Linked DNA regions of Mus musculus: regions 1, 2, 3, 4, 6 and 7 are each linked to region 5. The links are chromatin contacts, called in public promoter capture Hi-C maps. All regions are on one chromosome and are shown on one strand. The core of a region is the stretch at or near the end of the contact, and the rest is flanking DNA. Distances in the headings are between cores, read along the strand shown.

Region 1 (3,351 bases), core at 454-2,953, 1.3 Mb after region 5:
ACCCCCACCCAGTGTCAGTGTCACATCAGAAGCCCCTTCAGTCACACCGATCACAAACATCCCCATACACTGTCCCTGTGGATGAGAATGACCAATAAAAGGAAAGACTGATCAAATAAATGACCACAGAGGGACAAAACAGGAAAGTCATCTCAATCAACTGGTGGGGAACGTGTGCCTTCACCAGCCACCACAGAGGCTAACAGACCTCTGCTAATGGACCTTAGGACAATTAATGTCCAGGTGACAGACACAGAGACATAACAATTTCAACTGACTTTCTTTGTTTTTGTTGTTGCTAACATTTCATTTTTGGTTTTGGTTTTTCAGGACAGGGTCTCACTCTGCAACCTGGCTGTCCTGGAACTCATTCTGTAGACCAGAGGCTGGCCTCGAACTCTGAGAGCTCCTCCTGCCTCTGCCTCCTGAGTGCTGGGATCAAAGTCGGACACCACTACAACCTGGCTTTTGAGACAAGAGGATTTCACCATGTAGCCCAACATAGCCTTGAACTTCACTTCCATCCTCCCGATTCAGCCTCCTACAAGCTGGGATGACAGCCAGCAAGCCCAGCTTACAACTAAACGGGCCCAGACTGACATCCTTTTTACGTTAATTATGATGCCAGATGAGGTGGTGGCACCTACAGTCCTGGCAGAGGTGGCGCTGAGGCCAGCCTGGCTCACATAGTGAGTTCCAGGACAGCCAGAGACAGATAAAGACTTTGTCTCAAAACAAACAAACTATTAATTATGTCGATTTCATTTTCAGACAGGGTCTCACGTTGTGGTCCAGCTACCTCCACCGTGTTAGGTATCCAAGGCTGGGCCTGAACTCACTCCCCGCGATCCAGCTGTCTCCCCCTCTCAATTGAAAGACTGGATTATAGGTTGTGGACCAAAGTTCTAGACTATTTGCTCGAGTCTTTGCTTTTGGTTGTTTCGTTTTCTGAGACAAAGTATGTAGTCCTTGCTAGCATGGAAGTCCCACGATACTCCTGCCTCTGCCCATGTGTCAGCACACCTGCCTTACCATTGTTTTAAGAAAACTCCTCCTCAGAGAGGTCAAGCTATTTGCCCTAGCATGCACAGCTGGCCCTCTGCCCTTCAAACCCACACACTACCTACCTTTGGCACCAAAATCAAACACACCCTCCCAATGGGAAGGAGCACCCACAACTGCTCAGACAATGGTGACAACGTCCATTGTACAGAAGAGGAAAACTGAGGCTGTGGGCAGGCAACAGGCTAAGCAAGGTCACCAGGGTGAGGAATGGCAATGTAAGAGGGTCTTAGACCTTAGGGGCCCCGAGAAAACTGAGATCCGCCCCACACACACCTAAACGCTGACCTTTTCGTGAGAAAAAGCGACGAGGGGTGGGGGTGGGTTGGGACGCTGTCTGCCTCAGTTTCCTCTCTGCGCCGCCCGCTCACGTGACCCCGAAGAGAGCAGAAGTCCGGATCACAAGCCACCTTTGTCCCAGGGGCTCCCGAGCACAGCGAAGCTAAACCCACAGACCCCCGACGCCCATACGGGGCACGGCGGAGCCCCCAGCCTCACCTCTCAGTCGACCGAAGACCCGACCCACCGACGGCTGCGCCTGCGCACCGCGGCGCAGCCAAGCTCCGCCCTCAGGACCAAGACGCCTGCGCAGAAAAAAACCATTTCCTGTGTAGGTTTCCTTTTGCGCATGCGCTCAAGTGCACCCTTCGCTCTAAAACAGAAGTGACGTCACGCGAAGAGGGGGGTCACAAGCTGGTTGTTATGGAAACTGCCCTCTGGAGGCATCAGGAAAACCGGAAGTTAGTCTGACAGTCACCAAGCGGGTCAGGCCTAAAGCACGGTGGGGCGGCGGCGGACCCCTGAGGCACCAAGGCAGACCACGTGGTATGGAGTCTGTCACGTGATCTAGCTGCTTTCAGCAAGACAAATCTGAATCAAAGCCACTAACTGATGCTATGAAGTTTTTGGTTCTGTTTTCGTAATTTTTTTTTTTAAAGATTTATTTATTTTTATATGTAGGTACACTGTAGCTGTCTTCAGACACACCAGAAGAGGGCATCGGATCTCATTGTGGATGGTTGTGAGCCACCATGTGGTTGCTGGGATTTGAACTCAGGACCTTTGGAAGAGCAGTCAGTGCTCTTACCTGCTGAGCCATCTCACCAGCCCCCTGTTTTCGTAATTTTTTTTTTCTTTTTCCTTTTTTTAAAATGACAATACTACGAGCCCAGCCTGGCCCGGAACTCTTCATCCACTTCGCCCATCTTGGAAACTGGCATATCCCACTTTCTGTGAAAGCAGTAAGTGTGATTAACCACTAAACAATCTACTTCACTTATTTTTATATTTAAAACCTATTTACAAACTTATCTTTTGCACACCCCAACTTCTTTCTGATGCCTAAAAGAAAAACAAAGATTAGCAGCCAGACAGTGGTGGTGCTCGCCTTTAATCTCAGCACTGGAGAGGCGGGGGAATCGCGGTGAGTTTGAGGCAAGCCTTGTCTACAAAGGATAGCCAAAGCTACACAGAAAAACCTGTCTCAAAAAATAAAAACAGGAGCCGGGCGTGGTGGCCCACGCCTTTAATCCCAGCACTCGGGATGAGTTCGAGGCCAGCCTGGTCTACAGAGCGAGTTCCAGGACAGCCAGGGCTACACAGAGAAACCCTGTCTCAAAAAACCAAAAATAAATAAAAAAATAAAAATAAAAATAAAAACAGGTCGGGCGTGGTAGCGCACGCCTTTAATCCCAGCACTCGGGAGCCAGAGGCAGGCAGATTTCTGAGTTCCAGGCCAGCCTGCTCTACAAAGTGAGTTCCAGGACAGCCAGGGCTATACAGAGAAACCCTGTCTCGAAAAACCAAAAAAAAAATTAATAAATAAAAATAAATAAAACCAACTTATCTTTACTTTTGAATTATGTGGATGTCTATGTGTGGGTGTCTGCATGGGAATACAGTGCCTATAAAAATCAGAAGAGGGCATGGAATCCCCAAGGCTAGAGTTGGGTGCAGTGCAATTCAGGCCCTCTGCAAAAGCTGTATGTACTCTACTTTTTTTATTTTCTTTGAGACAGGGTCTCATACCGTAGGCAAGGTTGGGCTAAAACTGCACTACCCAGTTTGCAATATGTACTCTTAACCATTGAACTATCTCTCCTATTTTCATTTTACCATGTCTTACTATGTAGCTCAGGTTGACCTTAAATTTATGGAATTCCAGGTGGGCCATGGTGGCACAGGCCTGTAATCCCAGCGCTCAGTAGGCAGAGGCAGGAGGATCTCTGTGAGTTCCAGGACAGCCAGGGCCACACAGAGAAACCCTGTCTTGGAAGCAGAAAAGAAAAG
Region 2 (3,315 bases), core at 243-2,742, 1.4 Mb before region 5:
GAAACATGACTGCCTGAACTACTCTTAACAATAATACGACTGGGGGCTGGCGAGATGGCTCAGCGGGTAAGAGCACTGACTGCTCTTCCAAAGGTCCTGAGTTCAAATCCCAGCAACCACACGGTAGGTTACAACCATCCTAATGAGATCTGATGCCCTCTTCTAGGGTGTCTGAAAACAGCTACAGTGTACTTATTTATAATAATAAATAAATCTTTGGGCCAGACGGAACAGGGACTGAGCGAGCTGGGCTGACCTCAGTGAGTGGGGCCAACTGGAACGAGCAGAGGTCCTAAATTCAATTCCCAACAACCACATGAAGGCTCACAACCATCTGTACAGCTAGCTACAGTGTACTCATATACATTAAATAAATAAATAAACCTTAAAAAAATATGATTGGGCAGCCAGCCCCGCCCTCAAAACATTCTCCAACAGAACTGCCATAACGGTGCCTGGAGGAGCCCCTCCCCCCAACCCTCCAGTAACTCCATGCACCAGCAAGCAGGTATCAGTCCCATAGAGTTAAAGAAACCCAACACTTTCGGGACCGGGAGATGGCCCATTGTTAATGCAGTGATTAATTAAGCCAGTGTCAGACCAAGGAACTGTAGCTATACTATGACATTTCGGAGATTAAATGGTGAAAGTTATTCATTCCGGCTAGCAAAGGACATCACCACCATTTAGCGAGGCGCATCCCCCAAGTTGGGGTGCTCTGACTAGAGCGTGAAAAACTGCGCTGAGACACTTCCCAAAGCATACAGCCATGACCTCGGCCAAACCACCGCTCAGGGAATCTATAATTTGCATCCGCGGAGGGATATCCAAAAGCAAAGGACATCGCCACCATTTGGCGAAGCGCATTCCCCAAGCTGGGGTTCTCTGACTAGAGCGTGGAAAACTGCCTTGAGACACTTCCCAAAGCATACAGCCGTGACCTCGGCCAAACCACTGCTCAGGGAATCTATAATTTGCATCTGCGGAGGGATATCCAAGAGACGCGGAGGCTGCTGAAAGGGGTCGCTCACTGAGGACCAGAAGCACAGAAACCGCTCTGCAAAAGGACATCCTGGGAACGGGGTGTCGAGAACACACCTTTAAGAACACGGGACACCAGTAAAGGCCGGCGGAAGAGCACCAGCAAGCTACAGAAGGAAGAAAAGCGGGCAGACCGATCGGGTCAGCCTAAGCCAGTAGAACAGCAGACGAAGGCCGGATCCTGCGGGGCCCACGCAGCGGAGCTCGCCTGCCCTCCCGCCCGCGTACCTGTCGCCCGCTGCGACCTGGCCTCGATGTACTTCCGCAGCTTCCGCAACGCGCGGTCCCGCGTCACCTGTTCATTGCCCGCCAGGCGCTGCGCCAGCTGGATCTCCGGCGGGAGCGGCACTCCGGGAACCATGGTGAGGAGAACCCTGAGACCACGCACTCGACGCTTCCGCTGGGGCGCTCGAGTGACGACACGCGCTCGTCACCACTGAACGTCACACTGAGGCGACACAACCCAGCTAGACGTCAAACGTCCTGGACGATGCTGGCGTACGCTACCGCCTCTCAGTGGCCGAGAGGCGCAACTGCACCCTGCAGGGAGGAGGATGGTCTGGTGTAAGCCTAGGGCATCTCTGATTCTTGAAAAGGTTAAAGCATTGTCTTGGGTTCGCCCTCCTCTTTACTGCAGCAGGAGTGGCTGTATTACAAGAAGATCGTGATGTGGCCCAGCTTGTCCTCAACTGTAACACTTAGCAGGACTGCGTGGAGCTGCCCTTGGCTCAGCATCCTGAGCCATGTTGGGGTGTGGGGTGTGGGTGGGGGGAGGTTGGGTGTGTGCATGAACCCTGCAACGCCGAGAACTACGAGCTTTACCCGAAACACTTTACCTGATCCCTAACACCTTAGTCCTCAGGGAAATCCACCCCACCAAGCCTCTTGTAGAGCATCCACTTTCCTGGAAAGAGAAAAGCAAGAAGGCTGTCAGGATCCAGATTATGGGACAGGGTGCAGGTACCTATCATGAAGGTAGGCAGGCAAATACACTATAGAAAGCACAGTGAGTGTGCAAAACTTGAGTGTGCCCTGGTTCATGAAATGTGTGGTGACAATCGTTTGGGACACTATTGGGAAAATTTTTCCATATAGCCCAAGAGCTGAAATGTCAAATTAGAATACAAAACAATTACAGGTTTCATTGGTGTGCCCAAGACCACCAGAAGTCTGATGACTTGCTGGGGGAAATTTCCAAGACCAGTGGACGTTTGGACTTAGTGGTACCATAACATTGCCAGTTCGTTGCTACACCATAGGCCAGCTAAGCCCAGGATTAAAGTGTCAGGCAAGGAAGGTGGCTGTATTTGAAAAGCTAGATGCTGGAAAAAATGGGAGGGATGGTTGTTGAAAGTCTGACTGAAGAGGAATAAGCAACTGGGGTGGGAGAGGGCATGTCTAAGCACTATTACAGGAACATAGACAATTCTGTATTTTCTATAACATCAGAATTTACTGAATAACAAAAAATTTGATAGACTACATCAATGTTATGGCCACGCTTTTTAAAGTCAACCCAGTTTCTTTGACTTAGGCAAGCTATCTCTTGTTGCTGTTGTTTTATTTATATGAGTACGCAGTTACTGTCTTCGGACACACCAGAAGAGGGCATTAGATCCCATTACAGATGGTTGTGAGCCACTGTGTGGTTGCTGGGAATTGAACTCAGGACCTCTGAAAGACCAATCGGTGCTCTTAACCGCTGAGCCATCTCTCCAGCCCTAGGCAAGCTATCTTAAACTACTAATATTAATGGTCAGACTCTACTTACACATCACACAGTAAATATATCCACCTATACATATGTGTATATGCCAAGTCCTGCTAGGCTTGAGTACTGAAACCCCAACTGGGAGAAGTAAAGAAATACAGGACAGACACACAGACAGAAAAGGTGGGCTCAGCTTAGGTGTGAGCACTCTGATTGGGACACTCACTACCATTGCAACTTGGAACCTCAGGTTGTTTATTATGTACCAACTAGGAGGAGGAGGATCTGGTCCTAAACATCCAGTCATGGATGCTTTTTAAGTCTACAAGTCTCAAGCACAAAGATGGTAATTAGTGCCTTAGTTAGGGTTTCCATTGCTGTGAAGAGACACCATGACCAAAGGCAACTCTTATAAGGACAACACTTAATTGGGGCTGGTTTAGAGGTGCAGAGGTTCAGTTCATTATCATCAAAGAGGGAACCTGGCAGCATCCAGGCAGAGACGGTTCAGGAGGGGCTGAGAGATCTACATCTTCTTTTTTTTTTTTTTTTTTTATTAGTTG
Region 3 (3,459 bases), core at 485-2,984, 1.5 Mb after region 5:
GCTCCCAGAGAATTGGCTCTGTCCTTCCCCAGGACCTTTGCACAAGGCACACCTTCTACTACTTGGTCCTGGATCCATGTGGCCTCCCCAGGAAACACTTATTGCCCAGTCTGCATCCCACTGCCCCTGCCTCTCCCAATCTCCTGAGAATGTAGCCCACCATATCTGCCTGCTCAGGTAACTGGTTCCCAGCTTGCCCTGGGAAGGGGATACTTGTGCTGTTGACCAACCCTCTGGGTCCCTGGAACAAGGGTAGCTGGGGATCAGTCATAAATGTCAAGAAGCAGAGTCCTGCTGCCCCCTTCAGCCTTTGGGGACATATGGTCTTGTGTACTCACTGGCATCCAGAACCACCCATGACAAGGGTAGACGAGCACAGCAGGCCTCAGGGGGCTATCCTGGAGCCCCATGTTCCTGAAGGCTGGGTGTCAGGATTCCTATGCAGTGTGGTACACTCACCATGTGGGGTACTCGGAGTCTGCCTTCAGGGCCACATCCTGGCCTTCCTTGTAGATGTTGACCCCCATGGCATGTGTGGTGAGCTGAGTGGGGTCTGTGCACACCTCGGGGTCCTTCAGGGCCTCAGCGGCCACGCCGCCCTTGCCGCCCTTGCCAACTGCACAGTGAGAGAACGGGACACTTCAGCCTGCCCAGCTCTGCCCTCCTTCAACCCTCCTTTGTGTGGCCTCCAACAACCAACAGCCCCAGCTCTCTCCATGCATAACAGGGTCCCTTGTTATGGCACAGACCTGTCCCACTCCCGTGGGCCCTGAAGGCCCAGCCCATACTACACAACCCCTCTTCCATTCAGTGATGTTGACATGGTGGCACATGCCTGGCATCCCAGCATTCTGGAGCTGAGGCTGGGGAGTCATAAGACCCTGTCTCAAAAAAAAAAACAAAAAACCAATTCTGAGAAGAGAGAGATGGCTCGGTAACTCTAGGCCAACTTGGCAACATTTTTTTTTTTTTTTTTTGAAGACAGGGTATGTCATGATGTAGCTCTCCTGGAACAACACAAAAAAGTAAACACTAAAAATATTTTTGAGATGGGGTCTTCCTGGCAGGCCTGGAACTCACAGAGATCACTCTGCTTCTCTGCTGGGATTAAAGGTATCACGTTCGCCTCAAAGCGTAATTTTTAAATAATTTTAAATAATGATTATCACGGGTGTGTACACTGTCACAGTGCTTGTGGGATTGGTCATCTCCTTCCCTGCTTATGTGGGTCCTGGGGATCAAACTCAAGGCTTTCCAGGCAAGCACCTTGCACAATGAACCAACCTGCCCACCCACATTACTTTTTAAATTAAAATAATGACAATAACTTAGTTGATGTTGGTTATGTTTGGTGATTTACTCAAAGTTGAAGCGTGACACCCAGCCTGGTCCCGCCCTGTCCCACAAGGGCCGCGCCTGCGCACTGAGCGTAGAGGCTAGCGGCGCACCCGCAGGCCTCACTACGCTAGCACGCACCGTTTGGCCTCCGTAACGCTGCGCCTGCGCAGTCAATCCTCAGAACCCCACCTCCCCAGCAGCGCTCCGGCCGTACCCACTTTGGTTCCTTCGGAGCCAACTCACCTGGCTTTTTAGCATATTCCCGGATAGAGAATCCTCCAGGTCTTCTGAGGACCGGGAGCGCCCGGGGATGCCAGCGGGCCCACACCCGGGAAGCCCGGAGGAGATGGGCGGCCGCCATGACGCTGGCCGGCCGCTCGCACGTGCAGACTTCCGTGTTACGTCAGCCCTCCAGATCGGCTTTGGAGGTGTTGGAGGCGCCGCGGCCTTCTGGGAAATGTAGTCTTTAAAAAAAAATTTGCCCGACTAACGACTAATTTTAACTTCTGTAGCTATCGACCGTTCAAAGAATATTTCATTAAATTCTTGCCCCCAGTTCAAATGGTGATGGCACACCTTTAATCCCAGTACTCTGGAGATACAGGTAGGAGGATCTCTGAATTCAAGGTTAACCTTGGCTACTGCTTGAGTTCCAGGACAACCAAGGCTACACAAAGAAACCCTGCCTCAGACGATGATGACGACAACAACAACAAGTATTTAGATCTTTATTTACTTTAAATGTCACAGCAAAATCATGCTTATATCCCTTGTGGAATTTTTGAAAGCTTAAAAGTTAGGACAGTCAGTTGTGATGTGGAGGTGGAGGCAAGAGAATCAGGAGTTTGGGTCGATCTGTCCTACACAGCAAGTTTGAGGTCAGCCTTGGCTATATGAGATCTTGGCTTAAACATATGGGTAGCTGAGAATGATGGGAGTGATGAACCCCAGCTTAATCCCCACACTTGGGAGGCAGAGGTAGGTAGATGCCTGTGAGTTCCTGGCCAGCCTACTCTACATAGTGATACGTATGTGTTCTATTCACTAATAGAAAAAAGTGGGGTTTGGTGATTGGGGCTTCGTAGCAGAAATGGAGGCTGGATGCACACAGGAAGCTGAGGCAGGAGGATCAGGAGTTTGAAGCCAGCCTAGGCTACATGAGACTCTCAAGAATAAATAGACTAGTACTAGAATCTTCTAGACTCATTGCTAACAAACCTAACCAGGTGAACTCTTTTTAGATCACACAGTTAAGTTTAGGAATTATCATTGTCCCTAATCTATATGTAGGACCGTGATGCAAATTCCAGTGTCAACTCAAGTCTAGATTGTACCGTTATAGATCCTTACTGGGATACAAAGTGGAAGTCCGTCCTCAATAACTTCCATTCCCACTTTTCCTTTGCACTCCAAATTTTCAAGTCATGGCTCTCTTTACCATCCCTGGTTTCTGCCCATGTCCTACCTCAGCCGTTACACTCTGAAGTGATGCAGAACCCGATTTTAGAAAAGAAAAGCCAGTTTGAGCCTCGCCTCCGTTCTTGTAGTCTCGGGATTCGAACCTGAGCTCTACTATCTATACTGCAACACTGGCGAGTCCCCGGAAGGAGAGAGAGCGGACTCGAGGACTACATTTCCCAGCAGGCCGTTTGAGAGTGTGTATGCGCAATAGTCCTGGATGGTGCAGTGACCGATGATCCGGTTCCAAAGCTGGGATCCCAGAGAGCTGCTGACTCTTCTGGAAGGACGGGCGGACCGTCCGGACAATCCTGCCCGGGCCGGAGACACAGGTACTGCGGGCCGTGCGGGACTGGACAGGCTCCCGTGGGTGACCCAAGGGCAGTGTCTGAGTTCTGAGACTGAAATCTGAGTTCTGGGGACGGAGCCTGAGTTTCAAGGGTCAGAGCCTGAGTTCTAGGGGCTAGAGGCTGAGTTCTCAGGACCAGTGCCTGAATTCTGGGGCAACAGCCTGAGTTCCACGACCTAAAGCCTGAGTTTTGGGGCTGGAGCCTGAGTTCTAGGGTCCGGAGCCTGGGTTTTTGAGACCAGAGCCTGAGTTCTAGAGACAGAAGCCTGAGTTCCCGGGGGCAGTGCTTGAGTTCCCAGGGGCAATGCCTGAGT
Region 4 (3,415 bases), core at 696-3,195, 1.5 Mb after region 5:
CTGGGCTACAGAGCGAAATGAGACCAAAAGATAAAACTCCCAGGGCTGGCCCTACCACTCAGTGGGCAGAGCTCACCCAGCTGCGTAAGCCCTGAGTTCCATCCCAGCACCGCAGAAACCAGATGGGGTGGCACACAGCTGCCGTCCCTGACTTGGGAAGTAGAGGCAGAAAGCAGGCATGCAAGGTCATCCTTGGCTGTAACCAGTTGGAGGCCAGCCTGGGCTACATGAGACCCTCTCAAAAGAGAATCTGTAAATATCTTTGTGACTCCCCATCGTGTCCCCATCCTGTTCTCTCCAACGGCCACTATTGCCCCACCGTGGACGGTGTGTGAACTGTACTGTAAGGCCTGGGGGCTCCTCCAAGGCTGAAGAGGTGCCCTCTCCGGCCCACTTCTGTTCTCCTCAAGCCATCCCAGCAAGTCCCCTGTCCAGCCCCACATCAACCTCAGTGCAATATGCCCTCCCCGTGGGGTCCCTTGGCACGGTACTGTCTGCAGCCCCTTGTCTCTCACCCCTAGCTCCACTCTCCGGTGGTTAAAAATCGCATCGCACATCCTCCCCCCAATCCTGTTTTTATTGTTGAATCCATTCTGTAAACTACAAACCTCGTGTGTCTTACTCATCAGGACTTGGGATCCCTCGTCCTCAGCCTATGTGGTCTGGTGTTTGACAATCCAAGCACAGTGTCCTCTTGGCACCAACCAGAGGGGCCTGTCCCTCCAGCGCAGCCGGCAAATGTATGCAGTCCAGGTCCCCGCCCCACCTGTCACAGCCCCTCTTTTTGAGATCTGTAATAAATCTCTAATAAGAAACAGCTCCTCTCCGGTGACTTATGCGTGCGTGCGATGGGAGAGCAGGCGAAGGGTGGGCACCACGTGTTTTGTCTCCCCCGCTCTAAACCCTCCCTGGATCCCACATGATGAATCCCAATTCGCAGATGACTTCCTTTCTCCAAGCCTAAACTTCCCTATCCATAGATTAGCCACAAGTTGAGCGCAGTACGCAAGCTGGCGGGCGTAGTAGTACTCAGACTCGTCCTGGAGTCAGCCAGAGACTGTCTGTTCATGTCCTGTTGTTTTATTAGCTCGGAACCGGTTGCTACAAGGCTACCCTAGAAACCGAGGACTCCCGCGAGCGCTTGGGTCTCCGGGTTTCAATTTTTAGAAGTACACCGGGCCCTGCAGGTTTAAGTTCCGCCCACTCTAGCCACGCCCCTTTGACGTCCTTTTCCAAGCCCAGCAAGACCCCTAAGCGCAGTTTCTGGGTTCATTGGCCCCGCCCTCAGATCCAATGTGTCCATCTCGCCCCCAAGGTCCCGCCCACCGCCGCTCTACTTCCTCCCACTCCTCAGTCGGCCACTCTCGACTACATATCCTGCCCGTACCCATTCACAGTTCGTAGTTACAGATGTCAATCTTGCCTCAATCAGCCCCTCTTCCACCCTCTCAAATCCTGATATGCACTCCTCCGCCCATTGGTCTACGCCTGTCAATCTAGTTTACCAGACCCCGCCCACCCCGGCTCCCGTAACCGCCATTCTTGCGTTCCTTCTCAGGCCACGCCCAGCGCAGGTCCCCGGCCGGGTCTCCCGATCTACAGTTGTCGATCTCCGTAAGCCCCGCCTAACCCAGCCCTATTCTTTCCCCATAAGCTCCTCTACTAGGCTCCGCCCCTAGGGCACTGCCCATGCAAGTGCAGGCTCCGCCCACTAGGCGCCTCTTCCGCCCTGGAACAACCGCCTCGTAGCTCCGCCTCCCTAAGCACGCTACTCGCCGGTCACCTAGGGCGCGAGGGAGGGCCCACCTAGGTCAGTCTCCTTCACTGCATGAATGGAGCGTCAATCCGCTAGTTCTAACGGCGTCCCGTTAGGAATCTACTATGTGTTCCCAGCTTGAGAACTCCGGAGAAATCTCGGGTTATGTTGTCCCTGGAGTCCCGGTTAGAGGGAGTAAGTCATTCCCTGTGATCAGGCGCACTTTGGACAGTCCTTAGAGCGCCGCGCCAAAGGAAAGCCCCCGGCGCCAAGCTTCCTGGTTGTTTACGCGCGCGCATGCGCGGCGCGGGCCGCCAAATGGGTCGGGACTCTCGCTCGCGCTCACGGTCTGTGGGTCGCAGGGGTCGGAAGCAGCGGAGTCGAAGCCGGGGCCGGAGCCGCAGCCGGAGTCGGAGTCGGAGTCGGAGTCGGAGTCGGAGCCGGAGCCGGAGCCGGAGCCATGGGCGGAGCAGCCGAAGGCGACGGGAACACGAGCGGCGGCGCGAACGCAAGCGGCGCAGCCGAGGGCGCAGGTGAGCGTCCTGGGGGCTGCTCGGGCCTGGGAGCCGAGGGACAGGCGGGGCAGTATCCGAGATGCCGGGCTGCGCCGGGGCAAAGGAGACTTCCGGGGACCGCGGGCCATGAGCATAGGGGACCGAATGACTCCACTCGCCACCTCTGCATTCATAGACATTGTCTTGTCCCGGGCTGGCCTCCTGCGTCAGCCTCTGGAATGCTCGGGATTACAAGCCATTGCCTCACAGTTAAGGTTTTTTGCATTTCCTCATAGTTAATTCTGCTCAGTTGACAGCCCTTCTTCTCAACTGGCAGTACTTCTAACAAGTTGACCAAAGCCTAATCAGGACACCGTTCATACAGCACTGGAGATACAAGCCCGAACAGCCACATCTATCTTTTACTGTGGGTACTGGGGATTCGAACTCATGTCCTCAAAATACTACCTGGTGGTATTCCTCTTTCGTGGTTCCTGGGCTGTCAGAGAGTCCATCTATTGGGCCTCTCGTCTGTCATTTCTCATCCCTTCTACCTGTCATCTCAGCAGGACTTGACGGCACTGTACACACCAGTAACCCCAACACTTAGGAGACAGATAAGAACCAGCCTGGCTGTAGAGGGAGTTCCCACCTGATAGCATTGTAGATGTCATATTTAAAATAAAACAAGCACTCAGAAAGCAGAGACAGGAGGGTCTCTGAGTTCCAGGACAGCCAGGGCTACACAGAGAAGCCAGCCCTGTCTCGAAAAAAATCAAAAATTAAAAGAAAATAAAAACTACATAAAAAAGAACTACTCCCTCACTTTTAACCTTCATTTCTCTTGCTGTATTGTCTGTTATGGCCCTGGGACTTGTGTAGCTCTACTATGAAGGACAGCCTAGCTCATGTGGGGAGCAATGTGATTTACAGGCCGGTGAGGCTAGAATTCTAGGCAAGTACCTCAGCACCTAGGATGGTGCCCAGCAGCAGCCAGCATTGAACAGGTCTTGATGTGTCCTTCCCACAGGTCAGATTCGGAAGGAGAGCAGCGGCAGAAGTCTAGGAGGCGAAGCCAGAGCCTTCGACCACCCCGATGGCACTCACAGAACCAGTCCTCATGCTCTGACTCGGGTGAGGAGCGGGCTCAGGGCTCCTGGGCCCG
Region 5 (3,206 bases), core at 167-2,666:
GGAGCACAGCCCTGGCAGGGAGTAGGGGTGGAGGCTGGGCTGAGAGGAAGGGGCAAACCTAGAGGGAGGCATCCAGGAAGCAAAGGCAGGAGGATCTCTGTGGGTTCAGAGTCAGCCTGGTCTACATGGAGAGTTACAGGCCAGCCAGGGCTACATGATGAGACCTCGCCTAAGAGTGAGTGTGTGTGTGTGTGTGAGAGAGAGAGAGACAGACAGACAGACAGACAGAGACAGAGACAGAGACAGAGACAGAGACAGAGACAGAGACAGAGACAGAGACAGAGATGAGACAGACAGACAAAGCCAGTCCCAGGCACCCTCAGCACCACATAAGCATGGTGTAGCAGTGCAGGCCTGCTGTTTCAGAACTCTGGAAGTGGAGGCAGGAGGATCAGGAATTCAAGGTGATTCCCTTTTCAGCTGCCCAGCTATTTCAAGGTGCCTGGACCACGAGAAACCCACTTTACTTAAGAGAAATAGAGGGGACCAAGTGGTGGGGCACACCTTTAATCCCAGTGCTTGGGAGGCAAAGGCAGGCAGATTTCTGAGTTCGAGACCAGCCTGGTCTACAAAGTGAGTTCCAGTACAGCCAGGGCTACACAGAGAAACCCTGTCTTGAAAGCAAACAGATAGACAGACATGGATGGATGGATGGATGGATGGATGGATAGATAGATAGATAGATAGATAATTAAAGACTGAGGCTAGGAGACCTTTTGGGCCTGTGATAGGTTCAGCAGGCAAAGGCACATGCTACCAAGCTTGACAATCTGAGTTTAATCCCAGGAACCCCTATGGTAGAAGGACAGAATCGACCCCTGCAAGTTTTCCACTGGTTGTGACAAGCACTATCTACATGTACTCTCTCAAAATAAATAAATGTAATTTTTAAAAAATAGGAGGCTTGGAGAAATGGCTCGTTATTTAAAACCCCTGGCTGGTCTTACTGAGGACTTAGATTCTAATGCCAGCATCTACATGATTGTTGGAACCGACTGTAAATTCCAGGGGATCTGATGCCACCTTCTGGTTCCTCCAGGTACTGCAGGCATGCAAACATACAGGCAAAACACTAATACACACAAAAATAAAAACAAAACAAAACAAAAGCTAGGAAGCCCAGTCTCCACGATCTTGTACCTGAGGTGGCTGAAGTCCCTACTGGCTGCCCCACCCCCACCCCATAGCCTCCTGCCTGAGCAAGAGTACACGTGCATCCTGTGTGGGAGCCTGGTCACCTTGGGTAGGGTCTAATGGCCATTTGGAGTTCTCACCAGGGAGCCACATGAGCTGGGTCAGGGCAGCTGCTGTAGTCAGCACCAGACAGTGCCAGCCTCCTCTTGTCCCAGGCACCATAGCTGTAGAGGATGGCATCTTTCTGGTGAGGTCTGCAGGTGCAGGAGGCACCCAACGGTTCAGTCCAGAAAGTTGTTCCGGGTCTGTGGTCTGTGGTCAGAAGGTGGAGCAGGCACTTCTGGAAATCAGGGGAGGCCACGTTACTGTTTCTTGTCTCCAACTGTGCTGCTCATGAAAACCCAGAAGTTTAGAAACAAGATTGGTTTGTGAGCTCAAACTCCCCTTGTACCTTCCTACTAGATTATCTGGCCACTGAACGCATTCAGACCTTCTCAGGGGACAGTCATCCTGGAAGCACCAACTCTGCTTATCTGTCTGTCCCCAGCCAGGTAGCCCAGGAGCAAGCACCTTGACCCTTGACCTCAGTTTCCCCATCATGAACCTGAGGTCAGTGAGGACCATAAAGCTAGTTCTTTGGGGAGGGCTCTGAGTTGGGCTGACTTTATTGCTTTTACTGAGGTCCTACTGTATACCATACTTCCTTGGAAGAACTGGGGACATAGCAGAGAGTGACCCTAAGGTCTGGAGTCCAGAGACCACCCATCAGGATATGTGCTGGGCTTGGGTTTCCTCGTGGTGGGGACCTTTGGGAGAGAAAGTTCAGTTATCTGGCCTCTAATTCAATACGCTCTTGAACTAGCTATCCAGCTGAGAATAGCCCTGAACGCCTGCCTGCCTCTCCCTCCTCTATCCTCCAAGTGCTAAGGCCACAGGTGTTGTCTACCATGGACCCACGTAAGGTGGGAACATAAGCTTCCCCTAGGTTGTGAGATGGAGCCCAGAGCACACACTGGCTGGGCTTGTACTGGTCCATGCTTGTTAGCAGATGCTGCAGCTTTAATTAAGTCTGCTACAGGCTATGCCCTAGTTGGCCTGTAGGACCCACCCCAGGGCTGATGCAAATGGTAGGTACCTAAGAGCAGAGAGGGGCTTGGGTGAACTCAGGGTGCACAGTGGTCCCAGACAGCTCAGGAAGGGGAGAGGGCTCAGGGTCAGCAAGGGCATCCTGCAGGAGAAGGCACTGTTGTCTTAGCAACAACCTCCCAAAAGGGTCACTCCATCCCCCACTGAGGATGCAGGGGGAAGCTCTGCACCATTGGCCTTTGAGGGAGCCAGGGCTCAGGAAGGTAGTAGTGACCAGACACAGAGCAGGAGGGGAAGGAGGGAGAGACCCCAGAGAGCCAGGGCCAGAGGAACATAAGAGAGTAACAGAAACAGGTGAAGGTGGAATGAGACAGAGAGGGAGGGGAAGACAAAGACAGAGATAAGGACAGAAAGAAAGCCAAGCCTGAAGAGGATGCATACCTTTAACTCCAGCTCTCTGGAGACACTGGCAGATGGGTCTCTGAGATTAAAGCCAGCCTGTTTTACAGAGTGAGTCCTTGCCAAACAAAAAGCAAGCAAGCAAGCAAACAAACAAACAGAAAGCAGGTCTGGGGAGAAGGCTTAGCAGTTTAGAGCACTGGCTACTCTTCCAAAGGACCTGGGTTTGGTTGATAGCACTCACATAGTGGCAGTGGATCTGTCCCCACTTCTGGCTCCTGTGGGTACTGCATGCATGTGGTATATACACACAGAAAAACACTCAGAAAATAACAAATAAAATAAATGAGAGGGAGACAGAAACAGAGATGAAGACAGCGATATAAAGAGAAATCAGCGGGGATGACGACAGAGAGTGGGAAGGTGTGTGATGCAGGGTGGGCGCGTGCCTTTAGTCCTAGCTCTAAGGCAGAGGCAGGCAGATCTCTGTGAGTTCAAGGCCAATCAGGTCTATAGAGTGAGTTCCAGGACAGCCAGGGCTACACAGAGAAACTGTGTCTCAGGGGGGAAAAAAATCGCACAGCAAG
Region 6 (2,954 bases), core at 218-2,717, 1.4 Mb after region 5:
GATTTGGGGTGAGTAAATGGTGAGAAAGAGGGGTACACTTTTTTTTTTTTTTTTTTTTTGGTTTTTCAGGACAGGGCTTCTCTGTGTAGCCCTGGCTGTCCTGGAACTCACTCTGTAGATCAGGCTGGCCTTAAACTCAGAAATCCGCCTGCCTCTGCCTCCCGAGCACTGGGATTAAAGGCGTACGCCACCACGCCCAGCTGCACTTTTTTTTTTAAATGATTTTTTGAAACAGGATTTCTCTGTGGAGCCCTGGCTGTCCAGGAACTCACTTTGTAGACCATGTTGGCTTTAAACTCACAGAGATTTGCCTCCCTCTGTCTCCAGACCCCTGGGATTAAAGGTGTGCCACCATGCCTGGTGAGGACGACACCTTTTAATCAGATCCTCTAGAATAACCCTAAGGGTCCCAGTGGGGAGGGAAGGACCATGTCACAAGGCAGGCAGAAAAACGGGGGGGGGGGGGGCAAGTCTGAATCTTATGGGTGGGAAGATGCTTGAGGGGGACTGAGGAACTCCAATAACTCTGGAGGGACAAGTGTGCTGGAACCTTGACAGGGAGACAGAGCAGAACTGGATGTAGGCTAAGCCAAGCTGTACTTCAAGAGGGTTTAATGGGGACTCAAGTCAGGTCAGAGCCCTGGTACCTTAATGCAGAAATGGGGGAACAAGTCTAAACAATGTTCCCCTGGACTCAGTCAAGGTGTCCTGTGAGGATCAATCTGAGGAACACATAACAAGGAGGTGGTGGGTCCAGTATGCCAGGCAGCAGAGAAACTCTACAAGGCGATTCACAGGTTAGAGATGGGTTAGAGTGAGACAGGATCACTGGAGGCTGAAGTGAAGAGGTACCCCAGAGCTGACAAGTGGGGAGCGGGACTCGAGGGCTGAGTCTCTAAAATGAACTTGGGCACTTATAGTTGGCCTGAGTCTGGAGTCAGAAGGTGTCAGTCTGAGCCCCGAGAATCAGAGGACTTGTGGCAATCCCTGTAGACCTTCCCCATGCAGGCCTGTGGGGGAGGAAAGAGGGGGGGCACCCGGACCTGAGTCCTACTCGTTGCCTTGGAAACCTGATGGCGAAGTCACTTTGCATTCCTTCGGCTTCCCAGACCACAGAAGGACCCCCAGTTATGTCCCAACAGAGCTAACCCAAAGGAGAGGACAGTGCCTGCACCGGGAAAGCTGTGTAGCCACACTGTGGGAACCCCTGCTAGGGTCAGTAGAGAAGTGACAGTAGACGGCGGGGACACCCCAGGAGGGAGCTGGCGACCCCGCCCCCGGTCTCCCCGCCCCCCGCCCGCAGGTTCAGCCCGCGTCCCAGTCGCACCCTCGCCGCCCGCGCCGCCACACCCCGCCCTCCCAGCTCCCTGCGAGGAGCGGTCCGTACTCCGCCACCCGCCTGTCCCGGCCGGAGCCACTCTCGCTCACTCACTTTGGCCTCCACCAGCTCTGCCGCCATCTTGGCCACTAGCGTCCCCCGCGCCGGGAGGCCCCAGCCGTCGCGTCACGTGAGGGCCCTCGACTAAAGGGCGGAGCCTGCGCGAGAGCCAGTAAAAGCGAGTGCTGGCTCCTTCCTCCACGCCCCCGCGTCTGAGAGGCGGGAGGATGCATCACGCGCACGCGCCTACAGGAACCCCGCCCGAGGATCTGACCAATCACAACGGACAATTGCCAAATCCCGCCCCCCACGGTTATTTTTCAAGGCGCTGGCCGCTACCACGCCCACTCTGGGGAGGAGTCTGCTGCTTAAAGAAATAGCAGCACTTCCCGCCGCCTCATTTCTCTTGCTTTAGAGAACCGCTAAATTTTTGTGTTTATTTAGTGTGTACATATGTGAAAGTCACAAAACAGTCTAGGAAATTAGGTTTTCTCCTTCCACTGTGTAGGTAGCAGGGATGAACCAGCTAGTGCCTGAACCATATACCCTTTGCCCTGCTCCCTCTCTTACTGGCCCCACCTTTTCTGTAGAGTACAGGCCGAACCCCCTGCCTCGTTTTCAAATTGGCTTGCGGTGGCAACAGTTGTGGGTTTTTAAAAATTGTTTTTGTTTTTTGAGACAGGTTCACCATGTAGCCCTGGCTCTGTGGAACTCGCTTTGTAGACCAGACTGGCCTCAAACTCACTGAAATCCTCCTGCCCCTGCTTCCGGAGAACTGAGATTAAAGATGAACATAACCAAGCCCTGCGTAGCCTTGCTTCTTTAGGGCACAGAAGCCCCTCTAGCTGCATTTTTCCTTCTTTATTTGTTGGCTCAAGGCTACGCCCACTTTTCTGTGGTCTGTTTTATTTATATACTGGGGGAGACACGCAATTTTTGATCGTCCAAAGACAATCTAAGGGGTTTGTATATTTCCACAATATGGATTCAGGGAATCGAACTCAGGTCATCAGGTTTAGAGACTAACGCGAATAGGTGTGGGTGCGCGCGTTCCAAGCCCCCTAGGTGGACATCAGAGGACAATTTGCTGGAATTGCTTTCTCCTTTAACCAGGTGTCACAAAATGAGTTCTGTGGATCGAACTCCTAATAGACTTCTGGGCGATCACCATTTCAGGGGCCCTCCTTGGCTTTCTAACTACCCACAAGCCCCACCCAACCCCCAAATTTTCGAAGCTTGCACTGGGGCCACGCTCACTTCTAGCCCCGCTCTGGGTTTTTAAGCGAGAACGGCACCGCCCCTTGCTTCCGTTTCATTGGGAGGACTGGACCGCGCCCACGTGGGGAGGGTGGTCTTAAAGGTGTATGTGCTTCCTGCTCTGGTGCATTTTATGGCTCATGTTTACGGTTGCATTTTGATGAAGAGAAGGGTTGGGGATGAACAGAATGCGGCCGGGCAGGTGTCCCTGTTCCCTTCGAGCGGCAGCTGGCAGGTGTAGGGCTCGCATGGCCCTGTAGTGATGGGGTGTGAGCCTAGTCGGCCCTGTGCAGTGCACATCTGGGTCGTCTTGCGTGTG
Region 7 (3,183 bases), core at 395-2,894, 1.4 Mb before region 5:
AGCTGTTCAAACCTCGCCACCCACAGAATGAGATGGGAAACATCACAGAGGTATGCAAAGGCCAAAATGTGGTTCAGAGTCTGTCAGCGTTTGAGAGAAGGGAAAGTAGTGTGGGGTACACACAAGGAATGCAGGGAAAGCAGCCATTGCTCTGGCAAGAGAGAGAGTAGGGGATGCCAAGGGTCCAGCACTGGATCTGAAAAAGCAGTGACACTGCAAAGCCGTCGGAGAAGGGAACACACACAGTTGGTACCAGCTCCATCCTCTGAGAGGCTGGACCAGTTAACCAGCACCAACTTGTTAGGAGTGAGCTTGGATTAACGATGCCATTCTAACTCCTGAAACAACAATAAACTTCCATCTTTGCTCATCCCATACTATACAAAGATCTTACTATGCCCTACCTGCCTCCAAGTGGGCCAGAGACAGATGTATACAGATTTTTACTACCCTGACTGGGCTGGAGGAAATCAGAGTCCCTTTGCTCTTCATTTAAATTCTGGCTGTGGAGATTTGTGACATAATCCAGGACAAGTGGCTAGCCTTGCTCCTCAGACCCCAGTGTGTTTCAGAGTCTGTTAGCACAGAGTCGCAGCTATATGCCCCAGAAAAGAAGTAAACAACTCCTCTACTGCAGTAGATGCTCCTTTTGTAACTTCTGAAGTAGATCAGTTACTTTCTGTTCAGTTTCCCCAGTCCCCTAGAACACACAGGCACTGTCCTTCCCAGGTGCTGGGCCTGTTATCTGGGAGCAGCTTAGGGTGAGACAGAGACCTCCCTTCATTTCCAGCATCCCTCCCATCTTCCTTCCCTAGGAGACACTGTATTTAACCCACTTCCCACCAATTCCACAGGCAACTTCTAAGACCTAGACCTTCTGCCCTGCTGCTGTACAGATAAGAGCAGGTGGGGGCCACACACAAGGCCTCCAGTAGGTCCAGACTGAGTTAGGTCAGACATCCAGCTGACATCCACCTGCTGAACATAGCCATGCTGAGGAGCACATGCCACCAAGACCAAAGAGAGGCTGGCAAAGCCATTGCATGTAACTGCCTTTGGAAACAACGTAATTACAAAGCACAGAGTGTGATACTAGGAATCAATCTTATAGGCTAAATCCTAAAGTTGGAAGGAGTCCTGCTTACCTAATAAGGGGAAGGGACAGTAAGGGAGTGATCAAAGTGCACAGAGACCCCTTTGAAAGGGGCACAGTCCATTTCCCAATGTCATCGAAGCAGAAAGAGCTGCTTCCACTCAGTTCCAACAGCCACCAACCCAGCACCCCCAACCGGCACCCTGTGTCCAATCCCAGAATCCAAGATCTTGGCTCTGGACGAGTCATTCCAATCTGTCTCAAATCCAAGTAGCCTTCTCGTTTCCCAGGAAGAAGAACCCAGTCTCTTAAGTATTCTCTTAGAGAAGACTTTCCACACTGCTTTAAAAAGTTAGGTTTGAAAGGCCATTTCTAAAATCATTTCCCTGTGCCCCTAAACTTCTCTCGAAGTTAAAAAGGAAACCTGAATATATTTTCCACCCAGCTTAAGTGTTCACAATCCTCCTGTCGTAGGTACCTGGGGTCAACTGCTCCGGGGCTCCAGGCCCACCGTGGACAGGTGTTTTCCTCCAGAGGCTCTGGTTACTGAATGACCCCAGCGCCTGAGTGAAACGTGGAAATTCACAGTCGGCCTTTGGTCTCAAACGCCAAAGTCAAGAAAAAAAAAAAACAACAACAACCGAGCCCTCGCACCTTCCTCCAGGGCGTCCCACCTGCAGCCCTCCCTCCGCGTTGAGCAAGCAAAAAAGTGAAACTAGCCCACAGGGCCCCGAAATCAGGCATGGGGGGCTCCCCCAGAGCGAGGAGCCGGGAGCCGAGCAAGGTTCCCCCCGGAGAGGGGCCCCAAGGCCGCCCAGGCCCTCTCGTCGGGCCCCGCATCCCCATCTCTACCCGATCGCCCGCATCCCCAGGCCGCCGCGCACCCCGCACAGCACCGGCGGGCCGGGCAGGCCGCACAGGGGCCGGGCGGGACCCGGAGCCTCCAGGCGCCGCGCTCTCCAGGCCGCGCGCCCCGCGGAGCGCAGCCGGCCACTGCGGCGGGGCCCGGCGACCGCGGGCGGGGGACGACCTCCGGCGGCTCGGCCGGGCTCGGCGCGGCTCACCTGCACTCCACCTGCTGGTCGCGGTTCTCGCGTCGGGCGCGCGCGGCCTGGGCCCGGCCCGGCCCTGCGTCGGGGCCTCAGCGAGTGCGGCGCCCGCCGCCCCGGGCCCCCATCGCCGCCCTCCGCCTCGGCGCCGCCGCCACTTCCTGTGCGCGGCGATCCCACAGTTCCGCCGGCGCGGGACGCCAGGCGCGGGGACGCGGGGACACGCGCGGACCGACGCGCGGGGGAGGAGTCGCGGCCCGCGGCGCAGCGGCGACCGCCTCGGCCAACGGACAGCAAGCGGGGGAGGGGACGCGAGGCGCGCCCCGCGGGAGCAGCCTCCACCCTCCCTGGCCAGCGGGATGTTCCTAGACCCAGTCCGACTCCCTTTCAGCTGCCTGCGGTCCTCCGGAGTCCCACTGGGGTGTTCCTGGGCCCAGCTTGAATCCCCTCTTTTAGCCCACTGAAGTCCTTCTGGGGTACTGCGGTGTTCCTGGGCCCAGCCTGGATCCCCTTGTCCCCCTGAAGTTCTTCGGGGTGTTCCTGGGCCGTACTTGGACCCCCGATGGTTCCCTGGAGTCCTCCTGGGTTGCCTCCCCCAAGAACTGGAATATTCCTAGGCCCAGCCTGGATTTGCCTCCGTTCAGCCTCCTGAAATCATTCTGAGCCTCAGCCTAGACCCCTTCCCAGTCCCGGAGGTCCCCTTGAGACCCAGGATGTTTTGATGGCTCAGGTTAGACTCCCCTTCCTTCTGAGTCCTCCTGGGGACGCCTGGAAATTTGGGGGTTCCCCGCCAATTAATTAGACCCCATTTCCCTTATCCTCCTGGACCCCACTCCCAACACACACCCCATCCTGCCCCCAAGTAAGGATCCCATCCTGGAATCCTGTAGGATTGTCCCCAGTGCCTGGTAAGGCACCAGGATCGCTTTTCACTCCCACGTGCTGTACCCTTTGATTTATTTATAGTTGGCAACTGACTAGCAACATTGTATCCACAACCAATCCAGGAGGAAACCTCAATTAACCTAGTCCAGGGTCTTC

Evidence for each region. Promoter capture Hi-C pulls out the DNA fragments that hold promoters and counts their contacts. Capture Hi-C pulls out chosen DNA fragments and counts their contacts.
Region 1: a promoter capture Hi-C map of liver shows a contact between it and region 5, with 4 times the contacts expected there. The contact joins the promoter of Sgta here to the promoter of Prss57 in region 5. A contact is called at or near these places in 3 of 39 promoter capture datasets (hippocampal neurons and liver).
Region 2: a promoter capture Hi-C map of hippocampal neurons shows a contact between it and region 5, with 4 times the contacts expected there. The contact joins the promoter of Rrp1 here to the promoter of Prss57 in region 5. A contact is called at or near these places in 5 of 39 promoter capture datasets (embryonic stem cells, hippocampal neurons, liver and 1 more), 1 of 484 Hi-C or Micro-C datasets (embryonic stem cells) and 1 of 115 datasets of contacts at active chromatin or transcription factors (stem cell-derived neural progenitor cells).
Region 3: a promoter capture Hi-C map of adipose tissue shows a contact between it and region 5, with 2.4 times the contacts expected there. The contact joins the promoter of Mrpl54 here to the promoter of Prss57 in region 5. A contact is called at or near these places in 3 of 39 promoter capture datasets (cranial neural crest, hippocampal neurons and liver), 1 of 115 datasets of contacts at active chromatin or transcription factors (astrocytes) and 2 of 9 other capture datasets (adipose tissue and liver).
Region 4: a promoter capture Hi-C map of liver shows a contact between it and region 5, with 12 times the contacts expected there. The contact joins the promoter of Cactin here to the promoter of Prss57 in region 5. A contact is called at or near these places in 4 of 39 promoter capture datasets (the C10 cell line, hippocampal neurons, liver and 1 more) and 1 of 9 other capture datasets (liver).
Region 6: a promoter capture Hi-C map of pre-B cells shows a contact between it and region 5, with 3 times the contacts expected there. The contact joins the promoter of Pias4 here to the promoter of Prss57 in region 5. A contact is called at or near these places in 4 of 39 promoter capture datasets (the C10 cell line, hippocampal neurons, neutrophils and 1 more), 1 of 115 datasets of contacts at active chromatin or transcription factors (astrocytes) and 2 of 9 other capture datasets (adipose tissue and liver).
Region 7: a promoter capture Hi-C map of embryonic stem cells shows a contact between it and region 5, with 4 times the contacts expected there. The contact joins the promoter of Agpat3 here to the promoter of Prss57 in region 5. A contact is called at or near these places in 4 of 39 promoter capture datasets (embryonic stem cells, hippocampal neurons, liver and 1 more).

What each region holds. Positions count from the first base shown.
Region 1 is chr10:81,058,568-81,061,918 of GRCm38.p6, forward strand. Sgta (small glutamine-rich tetratricopeptide repeat (TPR)-containing, alpha) reads right to left here and starts at 1,704. Exons shown (of 12, transcript NM_001358550.1): 1 at 1,561-1,704.
Region 2 is chr10:78,411,551-78,414,865 of GRCm38.p6, forward strand. Rrp1 (ribosomal RNA processing 1 homolog (S. cerevisiae)) reads right to left here and starts at 1,493. Exons shown (of 13, transcript NM_010925.2): 1 at 1,270-1,493. The coding sequence starts at 1,402.
Region 3 is chr10:81,265,192-81,268,650 of GRCm38.p6, forward strand. Mrpl54 (mitochondrial ribosomal protein L54) reads right to left here and starts at 1,735. Exons shown (of 3, transcript NM_025317.2): 1 at 1,582-1,735; 2 at 460-616. The coding sequence starts at 1,699. It overlaps Apba3 (amyloid beta (A4) precursor protein-binding, family A, member 3), which reads left to right and starts at 2,981. Exons shown (of 11, transcript NM_018758.2): 1 at 2,981-3,128.
Region 4 is chr10:81,319,158-81,322,572 of GRCm38.p6, forward strand. It overlaps Cactin (cactin, spliceosome C complex subunit), which reads left to right and starts at 1,946. Exons shown (of 9, transcript NM_027381.2): 1 at 1,946-2,289; 2 at 3,281-3,415. The coding sequence starts at 2,054. Pip5k1c (phosphatidylinositol-4-phosphate 5-kinase, type 1 gamma) reads left to right here. Exons shown (of 18, transcript NM_008844.3): 18 at 1-817.
Region 5 is chr10:79,787,569-79,790,774 of GRCm38.p6, forward strand. Prss57 (protease, serine 57) reads right to left here and starts at 1,417. Exons shown (of 5, transcript NM_001042710.1): 1 at 1,275-1,417. The coding sequence starts at 1,374.
Region 6 is chr10:81,166,253-81,169,206 of GRCm38.p6, forward strand. It overlaps Pias4 (protein inhibitor of activated STAT 4), which reads right to left and starts at 1,468. Exons shown (of 11, transcript NM_021501.4): 1 at 1,433-1,468. The coding sequence starts at 1,459.
Region 7 is chr10:78,350,056-78,353,238 of GRCm38.p6, forward strand. It overlaps Agpat3 (1-acylglycerol-3-phosphate O-acyltransferase 3), which reads right to left and starts at 1,645. Exons shown (of 10, transcript NM_053014.3): 1 at 1,572-1,645. Gm40709 (a long non-coding RNA gene) reads left to right here and starts at 2,428. Exons shown (of 3, transcript XR_871856.3): 1 at 2,428-2,872; 2 at 3,109-3,183.